Regions from separate parts of the Zea mays genome. Here region 1 is linked to region 2. Evidence: chromatin contacts called from public Hi-C data. All regions are on one chromosome and are shown on one strand. Each heading gives the region's core, a stretch centred on a gene start, on an enhancer-like site or on the middle of the called end of the contact. The rest is flanking DNA. Distances are from core to core; before and after follow the strand shown. Region 1 holds the start of LOC103626994. Region 2 holds the start of LOC100383909.

The links. Hi-C and Micro-C count contacts between places; a contact is called where the count stands out from the background.
Region 1: a Hi-C map of bundle sheath shows a contact between it and region 2, with 2.8 times the contacts expected there. The contact joins the promoter of LOC103626994 here to the promoter of LOC100383909 in region 2. A contact is called at or near these places in 12 of 25 Hi-C or Micro-C datasets (bundle sheath, ear, leaf and 4 more).

What each region holds. Positions count from the first base shown.
Region 1 is chr5:146,714,972-146,721,794 of Zm-B73-REFERENCE-NAM-5.0, reverse strand. LOC103626994 reads left to right here and starts at 3,090. Exons shown (of 7, transcript NM_001351849.1): 1 at 3,090-3,689; 2 at 6,497-6,685. The coding sequence starts at 3,287.
Region 2 is chr5:146,501,556-146,508,293 of Zm-B73-REFERENCE-NAM-5.0, reverse strand. LOC100383909 reads right to left here and starts at 3,186. Exons shown (of 2, transcript NM_001176533.1): 1 at 3,020-3,186; 2 at 1,826-2,953. The coding sequence starts at 2,638. The coding sequence ends at 2,288.

The sequences.
Region 1 (6,823 bases), core at 1,841-4,340, 210 kb before region 2:
AACCATTTCCTATAATTAATTTTGATGGTTGATGATCAACACAAACACATGGACTAACTAGTTTGTCTAGATATTATTTATATCAGGTGCATAAGGTTCAACAAAAACCAAGAAAGAAATCCGGTTAGGGACATAATAAAAAATGGAGCAAAGGACTTGAGTATGCTAGTTTTTGGCGCACCGGACAGTGTCCGTGCACCAGGGACGTACAACTCCAAACCAGACGCGCTCCGCTATAATTCACCGGACTGTCCGGTGAGCTAGCGGAGCAACGGCTCCCTGCGCACCAACGGTCGTTTCGTCAGAAAGAACAATGATGAACAGTGCCACGCAGAGTCAGAAGCATAGAAGTTAGAGCACACAGGACTGTCCGGTGTGGCACCGGAGTGTCCGGTGCAGCAAGACGACAAGACTTCCCAATGGTCAACTGCTCCGAACCCTAACGGTTGCGCTGACGTGGCGCGCACCTGACAGTGCACAGTGACTGTCCGGTGCGCCCATCGCCAGCAGAAATCAACCAATGGCTAGAAGTGGTTGAGATGCTATAAATACCTCCCAACCACTTCATTCACTCCTATCCAAGCATTCTGAATTCTTCATTCATTGCAAGAGCAAAAGCCCAACACTCCAAGACACAATCAAAGCAATCAATTCACTCAAAGCCCCAAAATCAACTCTAGTGCATTAGGGCTTGTGAGAGGATCACTTGTGTTCTTTGTTGCTCTTGTCACTTGGTTTGGCCTTTTTCTTTTCCCTTCTATTCCTCAAGTGACATGTAATCGAAGCAAGAGACACCTAAGTGTGGTGGTCCTTGCGGGGTCTAAGTGACCCGAGAGATTAAGAAAAAGGCTCACTCGGTCTAAGTGATCGTTTGAGAGAGGGAAAGGGTTGAAATATACCCGGTATTTGTGACCTCCTCAACGGGGACTAGGTTCTTTGGAACCGAAGCTCGGTAAAACAAATCATCGTGTTCATTCGCCTTGATTCTTGTTTGATTTGTTTTCCCTTCTCTAATGTTTTCTTGCTAGTGTGAATTTGAGTTGGCTCTCTTACGTCATTCACAATCCTTGAGCAACTCCTAGTAAGAGAGATTCTTTTGGACTTGAATTTAATTCTAACGCTAACCCCCGACCTTAGTGTGTGTTTAAGTTTATAAATTTCAGGTTTCGCCTATTCACCCCCCTCTAGGCGACTTTCACTACGTAAAAAACATGTATTTAGTGACGCATTTTTAGCTTAATTAGTGACGTGTGTAAAACGTGTCTCAGATTTTATATCGCTAATTGAATCTGTTTAGTGACGTGTAAAAATATGTCACTAATATAACCACTTTAGTGACGTGTTTTTATAAATACGTGTCAAACTACCCAGATAAAAAAATTATTCCCATCCAAGCAACTGTGTGACTTGTGAGATTTAAACACTCAACCTCCTCCTAAAGCATGACCTTATCTACCACTACACCACCAACTCATTTGTGTCTATATTACATTTTCATTCCTCGCATATCATAATTAATCAAGTGTAATTTGATTGTTTGAGGCACTAAATAAATTCAAATGGAAAACTTGTCAACAACAAAGTTGCATAACTTTTTGAGATCTACAACTGTCATGTTGGTAGTTTCTTTATCCGAGGTCGTTTACAAAATTTAATTTTCAAATTTGAAAACTTTAGACGCATTTTTCTAAGACAAGATGATTTCAAATTATAATGTTGTCAACTACAAAGTTTCAGAACTTTTTAATACCTAAAACTTTTATTTTGGTGGTTTTTCATTTGAGATCGTTTGAAAAAAAAATTAAATTTTAACTACGCCGCGAAGTTTGAAGTAGTGACATGTTTATATATACATATCACTAAACAGATATGACGTCACTAAACAGATATGACGTCTGAAAGTCAGTGGCATGTTTTTATATAAACGTCACTAAATAGATTTGGCGTTTGAAGCCAGTGCCATGTTTATATATACACGTCACTAAACATATCACACACACGTAAAATAAAAGATGTCACTTGATTATTACTATATTTCATTAGTGACATGTTTTTACAATAAATGCCACGTGTGCACAGACGTGTTTTTTAAAAAAAGATGTCACTGTAAAAAAATCAGTGACATATTTTTAACAAGTGTTACAGACGGTCATATCTCCTTTAGGCGTTTTTGACGTAGTGATAAAAAATATATAAGCTCAGCCAATTTTTATTATTGTGACCTAACTCAATTTACCTTGGTAAAAAAAATATATAAGCACAACCAATCTTCGTTATGTGTGAAATATTTGACGTTTTTAAAGTATTTGAGTTGTATGAAAAACACAAATGATAGAGCTAGTTCATATAACCAAATCCACAATATGTACTTTAAAAAGTTAAGCTAAGCGGGCCCTAATTTGATTCAGGGATGTTCGCGTTGACGAAAGTCGCGTCAACGCGGTCGACTCTCTGTAAATAAACGGGCCATGTTGTGTTGGCATCCGAATGAAGGAAGGATCGGAGACTCTGCATGTCGTGCGGCAGCGCGCGCTGGCATTCCGAGCCGACGACGATCAAAGGAGCCTTTTACCATCAGGAAGTGGGCAGGCCAGTCAACGAGAGGCGACTGGTGGTTCGCTCTGGCAGCGACGCGTGCACACGCGGATACACACGCGTCGTCGTCCTCCGGCCGTTATACGTACGTGTACACCTATCCAGAGAAATCACACGCAACAGTTCCTTACCTTTTTTTTTTCTCATGTCCATGCGGCAGTTCCCGGATTTGCAAAGCTGCACTGTCGCTCGCCAGCGATTCCTGGACGCTTTTGGCGTGCCTCCTGCTGCTGCCTTCCTCGTGTAGTCGTGTCGCGGTGGTCGGTGGTCGGGTGGTGGCGGGCGACACACCCTAGACGCGTGGCAAGGAGCAAGGCAAGATTGTTTTGTTGTTGTGTCCACCCAATGACGACGAACATGCACTTATAAATGTGAAAACGTCTAGCTTTCTTTTCTTCTAAATTTATATAATATTCTATTTCTTACGTTACTAGATTAGATTATGTTCGTGCATTCGCGGCATCGAAGTTTTTTTTTGGGGCCTCCCTGTTGCTGCGGCGCGTCGGTCCTCCCCATTCACGGCATCGACAGAAAATAGATTCATCAATCATCCCGTTTCGCGGAGACAGAGCCATCCCGCTCCATCTCCCTCCCAGCCAAACCCTACCTGAAACAACGACGCACTCTTGCATTGGCCGTTGGCGTCCCGCTCGCTCGCTCTCTCTTCCACTCGCTGCACCCGTGCGTGACAATGCCCACGCGTCTCCCACTCCGTCTCCTCCTCCTCGTCCTCGCCATCGCCGGCGCCGCACATGGCCGCCGCGGCATCTCTTTCTCCGACGATGACCGCTCTCTCCTCCTCGCCGGCAGCAGTGATGAGGTTGCCGCCGCGACGTCGGTCCTACGGCTCCCGTCGGCGGCGGGGGAGGATCCGGCGCCTGAGGCCTGCGAGATGACGTACGGCTTCCTGCCCTGCACCGACACCGCGCCCGGCAACCTCTTCCTCGTCCTCGCCTACGGCCTCCTCATGTTCAAGGCCGCCACCTACCTCTCCGCCGGCAGCGAGCTGCTGCTCGAGGTCCTCGGCCCTGGCGTCGTCGGCGGCCTCTTCCTGCCCATCCTCGGCGCGCTACCCGACGCAATGCTCATCCTTGGTGCGTACTGCCTCTCTGCTTTTCATTCTAACCGCAGCATGACATCCGCGCCGGCACCGCTGCCATCCACGCTTCACTAGCTAATTATTTGGCGCTTCGTAGTTGCATGTTTACTTACGACCTGAATATCAGAGGAGATCGGATCAATTTTGAATAGCAAAAATATTTTAGTCCATCCAATCTTGTTGGGCCTTATATATCGTGTCCAGCAGTTCCACCTAAAACACTGTTTTACATTGTAAAACGCATATAGAATGAACTGTTGCAGAGTGGAGTTTAAATATATGTATAAGGATGATTAACCTGTTGAAGATAGCCTTACTGGTAGATAGTGTGTTCTGTGTGTGTGGGGGCTCTGACATCACTATTGGGCTGCCAACCCATTAGGGTTAAGGTTCTGATTATATATATATATATATACAATCAAAGAGTTTTCATTCTCTTTCATGGCATTAGCTAGCTAGGTTTTTTCCACCCACCTTTGTCTAGGCCACCGCACAACACCTTCTGCGTGCCCCGAGAGGCTCATCCTTCCCTCCCGGGGTAGCGACCCATCTTAGACGTGGGCCAGCTACTTTTCTGTGCCACAGACTGAGGGCAGGCGGGTGCCCAGCCGCCGTCGCGACGTCCCCTGCTATATTTCCCTACTCTGTTCCTCCTCGAGCACAGACGCTCCGGCGCCCAGCTCCCTCGTCGACGTCCACCTAGCTACGAAGCTCGTCGGCGAGTGCCTCTCTAGCACCAAGCCACCTGCAACTCGCCATGGTGCCCCTTCCTTCCTTTGCTCTGCACTAGCGCTGGCTCCTACAACGCTAGCCCTAGGTCGTGGGCCACGTGGCTCGCCCCTCTCTCCCCCCCCCCCCGCTATAGACGGTCGATCGTGGCCCTCCCTCTTATGTGCCTCCTCCCCCTGCAATACTCCCCCTTCCGACGTGGTCGTGGACCAGATCCTCCGAGCAATGCGGACTTAATGCCCAGCCTATCCGTCGCTGCCATGCTTCCCAGTGACCCCTGCCGTCCAATCCACTGCCAGCGTGCCTCCCAGCATCGTTGGCTACCTGATCCATCGCCACCGCACCTCCACGCGCCGCCGCCACGCCTCCACACGTCGTCGATCGGCCAGAAGGCCGCTCCCTTCCTCTCTGCGCCCATCGTCGTCGTCGGGCCTAGTGCAGCCCCCCTTCGACCTCCGCCCGTCGCCGGTGTCAAACCCCCCTGCCAGGCCAGGCGTAGGCCCCTGCCCGGCTGGACCCGACCCATAGTCTACCCATTCTTCGTCGTCGCCACTGCTGGATCCATCGCTGCTGCAACTTTCTTGGCTGGATCCATCGCTAGCGCGACCTTACCGACTAGATCACCCCTATGCAATACAATCAAGGGTTTCCATTCTCTTTTACTTACATCCAAAAAGCCCTTAGGGCGGGTTTGGTGATCAGAGAATTGGAGGAGATTAATTGGGTAGGGAACTCCTTCCTATTCAAAATTGAACAGGAGGGGTTTACTCTCCCATGGGTTCCCTCCAAATCCTTGGTCACAAAACCAGCCCTTAGGGGTGTTTGGTTACTCTAGTCACCCTCTAAACTTTAGTTCCTATAAATTTTATTTAAAAGATCTATTTTAGTCACCCGATTTAGTATTTTAGGGATTAAAAGTGAGTAAACTTTAGGAGACGGGAACTAAACACCCCATTACTCTTCTGCTCGTAAACAAAATGGTCACGTTTGTCGGTTTCGAAAACCCGAAAGGTCGTCAGATATAAACCACGAACGTTGTTGGATATGCATTGTGAGTGTCATATAATTTCAGCTGGGAATCGATCAGTGACCACAATCTCCGTTAGCGTCCACCGTCCAACAAGTGTGTGCTCTGTTCTTCGTGAAAATAAGTAGCATATCTATTTTACAATTTATGATAACGACGAGAGCATGCAAGTGTTCACTGTTCAGTACACCTGTTTATTCACTTGAGATTGAACTCATGGTTCATTTTCCAAGAGTTCATATAGCTTGGGAATTGGATTTTACAGGACGTCAGCACATTACATCGTTTGGGTTAAGTCATCAAAGATTGTGCACCAAGTATCCGCTATGTGCCTTGTCAGCTTTGCTTTCTTGGTAGCCGGTGATGCCAGAGAGACTTGCTTCTGAGTGCTTCCCCCTCCAAAACGAAGAAGAGAAAAGAGGGGGTGAAGAACCCCAGTGCAGCCCCACTTTAACTCTTAAGATAAATTCCCGCTGTTAAGGAAAGAAAAGCGACCGTGCACCTACAGCAAATCACCTAACAGCCTGGGCGGGGGCAGTCAAGAGGGAAAGCCTACGAGCCCCTGCCATTGTCCACTTCAAGGTTTAGCTATGTTTTTTTTTTGAAGGGAAGATTTCAGCTATGTTAGGATTTGCTCCATCAAAAACGCACCTGTTGCAATGGTTCCAAATTGTCCACCCTCCTAGAACAATTTGCGACTTCAGGCCTTTTTATGTTAAACCAGTAGTTGCTGCACTTGTTTTTTCACACCAGTCATCAGAAGTGTCAGTTGGCTGTGGAAGCTAGAGGTGGAGACCGACCTGTCTCAAGATATAGTACCAGAATTGCCTTGAGAACATGGAATTAGGAGATGATCGATGCTTTTGTCAGAAAGTGGACACTTCTCAGGGTGAGGCAGTCCAAGTCGTGCTCCCTACTGCCTATCATCGCTCTGATCTTAGTGCTTATAAACACAGCTCATTTGTTTTTCCACCACAATTATACATCCGCATCCACTTGATTTCATTGTACATGCAGATCCTTGACTTGTTGTTTTTATGTTTCAGTCTCTGGGCTCGCCGGAACTAAAGAGGTTGCGCAAAGCCAGGTTTTGATCGGAATGGGCCTGCTTGCAGGTTCAACAGTCATGCTCTTGACCCTTCTCTGGGGATCTTGTGTTGTTGTTGGCAAATGTGATATGTCAGAAAACTCAACTGCAACTGATTCTCAAGATACAAAAGGCTTCAGTCTTTTTGGTACGTTAGATTATATATCATTATCTAAAAAAAATGTTGGACTGGATATTCGTTGTGTTCTTCCTCGTTTCAGTTCCGTTCAATTCGGGCATCGCTCATTATAGATCTATATTTAAGGAACATTGTCGTCTTAGCTCA
Region 2 (6,738 bases), core at 1,937-4,436:
ATAGTGTGTATATATAATGATTGTGTTTGAATATTAATAAATGGTACCTAAGCAATCTTGATTAACTCTTGGTCCCAAGTTTGTTCATGAGTTTCTAACACTTTAATTTGTTAGCATTCTCAAATTACATCACAACTTCAGATGTTGTGAATTTTTTACCAATAATAAATAGTTGTTTAGCTAATGCTGCACAACAGTGAACTATCACTTCACTTCAATAAAACCTATAAGTGTAGATATTGGACTGAAGCTCCACATTAACTAACCCATATTATCCACAACTTCAACAATTCAAATGCTCTTTTTACTGGGAAGGTTGAGTGGCTGACAAAGGAAGCTCTTTTTACTTGTTGATTGTATGGTGATAGGTTCTTGTTGTGTGGCCTTTGTCGTCACCACAAAACAAACAAAATGTTTTCTTGGGGGTGCATTGAACCTGCCTCCAAAAGTTCGGCCTCCCCTTCCCCCTCTCACAGCAGGCGGTCGGAATGTGCTATGAGAAGGTTGCTGCTAAGAGACTGCTTGTTGCTGTCCTGATTGACCATAAGACTGGACCATATTTTCTTCACTCTGCACCGGGTTATGGATGCTTTGGACATGCCTTGGATGAAATCTTTGGCCAAAGCCCCTGGCGGCTTCGGTGTATCTTTGTAACTCCTCCCTTCTTTGGCAGAAGTCGTTGTTGGCCCTTATGTACTCTTGCAACAACTTCTCAAGAGAATGTGGAGGCTTATTTGCAAAGTACTGGGCTGCTGACCCTGGCCTGAGCCCCTTGACCATGACTTCAATGACTATGTCATCTTGAACTGCTAGTGCTTGAGCCCATAGACGAAGGAACCTTCGGATGAATGACCGAAGGTATACATCCGGATCCTAAGTGCACTGAAACAGGGCTTGAGCAGTAACAAGCTTTGACTAGAAACCCTATCAGGTAGTTACAAGATTTTCTTTTAGCTTCTTCCACAAAGTGACAGTCCTTGGCTGAAGCGATGAATACCAATTCTAGGCCACATTCCTGACCGCCATGATGAAGGAATTCACCATTACTGCTGAGTTACCACCATATGAAGATATGGTAGCTTCGTAGCACATGAGAAACTGCTTTGGGTCAGTTAGACCATCAAACGTTGGTAGTGTAGGAGGTCTATACAATGGTGGACAGGGTGTCGCCTACAGCTCTGGTGTTAGTGGTGAAGCTTCGTCATAAATGAAATCTTGGAAGTTGAATGACTCATGACAAATATTGTCATGATTATGACCCTCATAGTTTTGATCCTTGTAATTGTATTGATCTTGCGCTTCAATATTGCGCATCTATTCAGCTGCTTCGTCAATCTTTTTTCTGAAGCTCAGAAAGACGAAGCATCTTCTCCCTGTGCCTCTCCATTTGCTAGTGGATTACTTCGAGGTTATTGATCTCTTGATCAAGCTCCTCATCATGTGGTTCTGGGCTAATGACCTTCCTCTTTTGGTTTCTTGCCTCCCTGAGGAGAACATCGTCCCCTTGATTGGGGTCCAAGGTCCTGAGGATAGAGCTGGTTGACGTTGCCTACTTTGGTGGCATGATGTAAGTTGTTGTGGTCATGGAATCACCGACGGTGGGCACCAATGTTGGTCACTTGTTTTCGATTGATAAAGGTATCAAAAAAGGCAACACAAGTTAGAAATATGAACCTTCGTCCACATGTTGTTACTTCTTCGAAGTAAGACCTTGAGGATGAAGGTTCTTAAGAGGAACTGTGAATGAAAGAATATCAAACCACAGGGTGATAGATGACAAAGTGCAAAAACTCATCTCTTATGCCTTAGCACTTTCATTCCATTTCCCTTCATATTAAATAAGTTTACAAACATACCTTCGGCTTCTTTGTGCAAGATAGCTTGAAGATACTTCGAAGGCTAAGTGGAACGAAGCTAAGGACCTTCAAAAAGGTGAATTTTTACACGGAATTGTTCATCTATTTATAGGGAAGACGAACAATCACTCATGAAATTACATGCATGCCCACGAAGCTTACAAATATGATTAACAAATAGTACAGGGGTAATATTGCCTTTTCCCTTTCTTTCTTGTCTCATAAGACTTTTGCTTCTCCCCCTTTGCTACCTCACGCTTGATCCTTTCTTTACGTCGAAGCCAGCAACCTTCGACCGACGTCCTTGCCGCGCATATATACAGACAAATCTCTTCTATTCATTGCTTCGGTCAAAGCCCAACTTTGTCCGCTCTTTACCGCATACCCGAAACACATTTGCATATAGCAAGGTAAAGGCATTTTGAGGATCTTCAGTAAGCTAGGCTCCCAACAGGAAGCATCTGACTTGTGATCGTCGAGCAAGCAATCGATGCCACCTCCTCAATGGCGGCATGGGCACATCGATAACCCATGAGATCTAGGAAGCCAATGTGTAAGCCTTCTTGACGATCCCCCACTCCTCTACTTCGACCTCTCTTGCTCTGGTCACCTCGAGAGGAGGACAGAGATCGTCGGAGCACTACTCCAAAGTGGTCCCAACTGTAGGGGCCAGTAGCATCGCGAGAGCCACCCTCTTCGCACTCGGAGGTGGAGGAGTCGGGGTGGCAGAGGTGGCAAAACCGCCGACGCAAGGGCGCCACCGGGCTCGCTTGAAGGGACATCAAGGCACAATGACACTCTCGCCACCTCGACCTCTCCCAAGTGGCTCGCCTTCACCGCACTCAGGGACAAGGAACCTAAGGGAGGTGGAGGCAGCAAGGCACCGAGCGCGCCCACCACAGAAGCATCGCCTGGCCTGTAGGCCCTCCGATCATGATGGTGGCACGACCGTTGACACAACTTCCCCCGAGTGGCTCAGCGCGACCGTGCCACTCGGATATGCCATCGGCACCAACGGCGCGGGCGCCGATGAAGGAAAAGTGCCTTCCCTCGCAGCACGAGCCGCGTCCTTCATCGTTTTGTGTGATACATACAAACTAAAGGAATGGCGGGTAAGGACCCAGAAACAATGGCAGAGAGGAATGGAAAAAAACACTACTCACCAGGAAGAGCGCGCCCGGACAAAGGGCATCCTCTATGCAAAAGGGTCCACCGCCGGTGAAGGCTCCGACGATGCCCCTTCAGGACACCTGACCGACACCGCAGATGCGACAGACGTTGTGGGTGTGGGAGATGCTGCTGTCATGGCAGGACAATTCGCCCATCGACGCCAATGCCACGGATCTGCCACAGGACGTGGAGGTCATGTCCTACATATCGGTGGAGGGGATAATACTCCTCCTCAGGTCGGCCTAGTGGGTGGCACGGTCCACCCATGCATGCATGCCATCGAGTCGGTCCAGCCCATTCTAAGTCTATTTGTGTCATGTCTGAGCTCCTGGATGGACACATGGGCCGACATGGCACGGATCGGGGCCAAAACAGGTCGTGCCTATCTCGGCACTGTTCATATTGGGACTAAGCGGGCTTAAGCTGTACCCATGTCGGGTTGCCCATTTGGACATCTATAATGAGGAAGAGAGAAAAGATGACACCAACTAGTGTACTGCTAGAATTATGTTCAAAAGAGCCCCAACTAGAATATATCTTTTGCCCTTTTCCTCTTCTCTTTCTCCTTTTGTTCTTTCTTTGGAAAAAGGGACTTCCTTGAATGCCAAGTTTGGTATAGTAATTATATAAAGTCTTGATAAGGGAAGAGATGAGCTTCCTTTATAGCCGCATAGGGTGGTTTTTGTGGCTACATAAGGTGGACTGATGGAGTGATGGTAGAGCAATGTTGTTAATCCCATCAGTGGGCACATGTTGTGCATTACCTTCTAACTATATAATGGTCATGGGAGTTCAGTTTATATAATATTCCATCCATCCCAAAAGAAACATAAATCTTGACTGGTTTTATAGAAGACAATAGCTACCTTCGTATCTTCAATTAGGTTTATTATAAAAATATATGCTTTGATTAGTCTAATGACAATTATTATACATCAATATATTTTTACATATATTTAGTTAAAATGTAGAATATTTGACTTTCTCGGAAGACATGGTTTACATTCTTTTAGGAAATAAGGTAGTCAGCTAATGTCCGTTGTATTCAGACCTTTGCGATTTGATGAATCATAAAAACCATATCCTCCTGTGGGCAATCAGAGGAGGTGAATGATTGCCGAAGCTTAAAAATAATTATAACACCTCCAAATCACAAGACCAATTTAATACACGTTTATAAATCTGGACAGATTGTTGTTACGTTAATAAAAACGTTGCTGAGCAAAATCCGTAACTCCGATCGATATCAAAATTTCACAGACTGAACTAGATACGATTATGAATCAAACCCAACTGGAATCAGGTCGATCAGACTTCCGGATCTAAAGTTATAAATGAAATAATCTTGCTGTTCCAGAGAGTGACGAGAATTGCTCAACCGCATGGGCCACGACTCAGCTCCCCTTGAGCCGACCTGGCAGACGGGCCAAGCTGGGCTTCCACCGCATGGGCTGCCGCGCCCTGGCCTCGCTTGAACGTCGCCTCACCTCAGCGTCCTCACAGACCGCTCCACAGCTGCCATTCTCCATAAAAAGCTGGCTCGCTTCCAGCCTTTGTGCCGAACATGGCTCGCCACCACGGCCACATACGCTGAGAAAACGCCCTCACGTAGGCTGAAACTCCTAGCCATACGGCCATACCAAGGAAGCATGCATGCTCTCTTTTCGTTTTTTTTTTCTTTTCCACTTTATTTTATTCATTTTTAATTAAAATTGAGTCCTAGTAAAATATGAATAATTATTTGGATCATAATCTATTGCCACCTCAAGGTGCAGCTGATGCATGCGCCATTTCATTTGCGTGCACCATGCAAGACGGGAGTTAACTTCTTATTTAGGAGATCTTTAAAAGGCTGTTGGAGAATAGTCTTTGTTTACATCTCAAATATTGTCAGAGAGGTACTAATCTAAGATATTGATAGCTAAATCAATTAAGAGCTGTTAGATATGCTCTTAACGCAGGCTAACATCCAACATATTTAGACACTGTTTGGAACAAACTCAACTCAAAAGAATTAGATTTGGAGCAGCATATTCATATTTAAGATATTTCCAATATATCTCAAATGTGTTATTCTGTCATTCTGTGCACGTCTTCAACGCACGTAATCATGATACGCAACGATGCTTCGACCAAAACACCCGTACAACATCTCCGATTAAGGACCACAGTTCCTCCCTGAACTTTATACCAAAATCTAGTTTCGTCACTGCTGCCGACCATGCTTCGCCTCGGTCATCACCTGCACATCAACAACACACGCAATCGTGTACGGGCACAAATCCACGACTTGACTCAAGGTTAATTCACGCAACACCATTCCACCAAGTGTGTTACAACAATATCGAAACACATGTTAACACACATGTATAAATCAAAATCATATATGAGCACACATGCATTATATCCAAAAGCATGCAAATCACCTTGCGATCACAATAATAATTTATCACAATGTTCCAATGTCATAAACCCAATGTTTTCATCACACTCGATTTCACAAACACCCTCTCAATCTAGATGGAATGAAATTATGTTCGTATTGCTACAAATTTTTTTGAAATGATGGACCAGCTAAAGACTTAGTCATGAAATTGGTCACTTGATTTTTAGAGGACATGATCTGCATATCCAATTAGTGAGACGTGGCAATGGGGACCCGATCCGCAATTCTCCATGGGGAATTCATCCATTAGGGGATGGAGATGGGGAAGTTTTTTTCCCACGGGGTTGTAAACGGGACATAATTCTTCCCCGATGGGTAAATAGGAACGGTTAGGAAGCATTCCCATCCATGTTACCCGCGGTGACCCATTAAACTTACACGTGACGACATTTTCATGTAATAGTTAATGATAAAGATAAATAGATCCTTGTCAAGAGATCATTCATTATACAATTGTGTTTATTTGATGCATATAATGATTTCTTACATCTGATAACGTGTATAAGTGACAATGTTTTGCATTAATAACATATGAAGTACGTCCTAATTATAATTTAAGCGGTGATGGGGATCCCCGATGGGGATTTATCCTCGCGGGGAACGGGATGGGGAAGAAATGTCTGCAAGCGTTCGTGGGGATCCCCGCGGGGATGGGATGATGAGCTAAAACCCGACGGGAAATTCCCCATTGCCATCCCTAGTGAGACGTCATCCATTCATGAACAAAATGATAGTCAATTTCTATATGTTTGGCGCAATGATGAAAATGTGGTTTTACCGTGACATAAGTAGTGCTAATGTTGTCATATCAGAGAGTCGGCGACCATGGTTGTGGCATGCCAAATTTTTTAAGTAGTACTTGCACCCAAATAAGTTCACCAAATAAGATAGTGTAACCATCGGTGCTATGACAACCATCCAGGTTGCTAGCCCAACCTACATAAAAAAGCACTAAGTACTGAGCAACCAGACTTCATGATGGAGAGCCCTAGACTAGAGGTGAAATGAAGATACCACATGATACACTTTAGTACCACCCAATGAGAGACAATTGGTGCTGACATATATTGAAAAACTCGATTAATCAAGAAGAATATATTAGGACATGTGAACGATAAGTACTAGAGAGCACCAACCACACTATGATAGCATGTAGCATTCTCTAGTGAGAAAGATGTACCATCGTCTAGAAAGAGCTTGTCGGCAGGCAACATCTGGGTAGCGATATCTTTAGAATTCTCCATGTTAGTGTACAATAGATGGTCG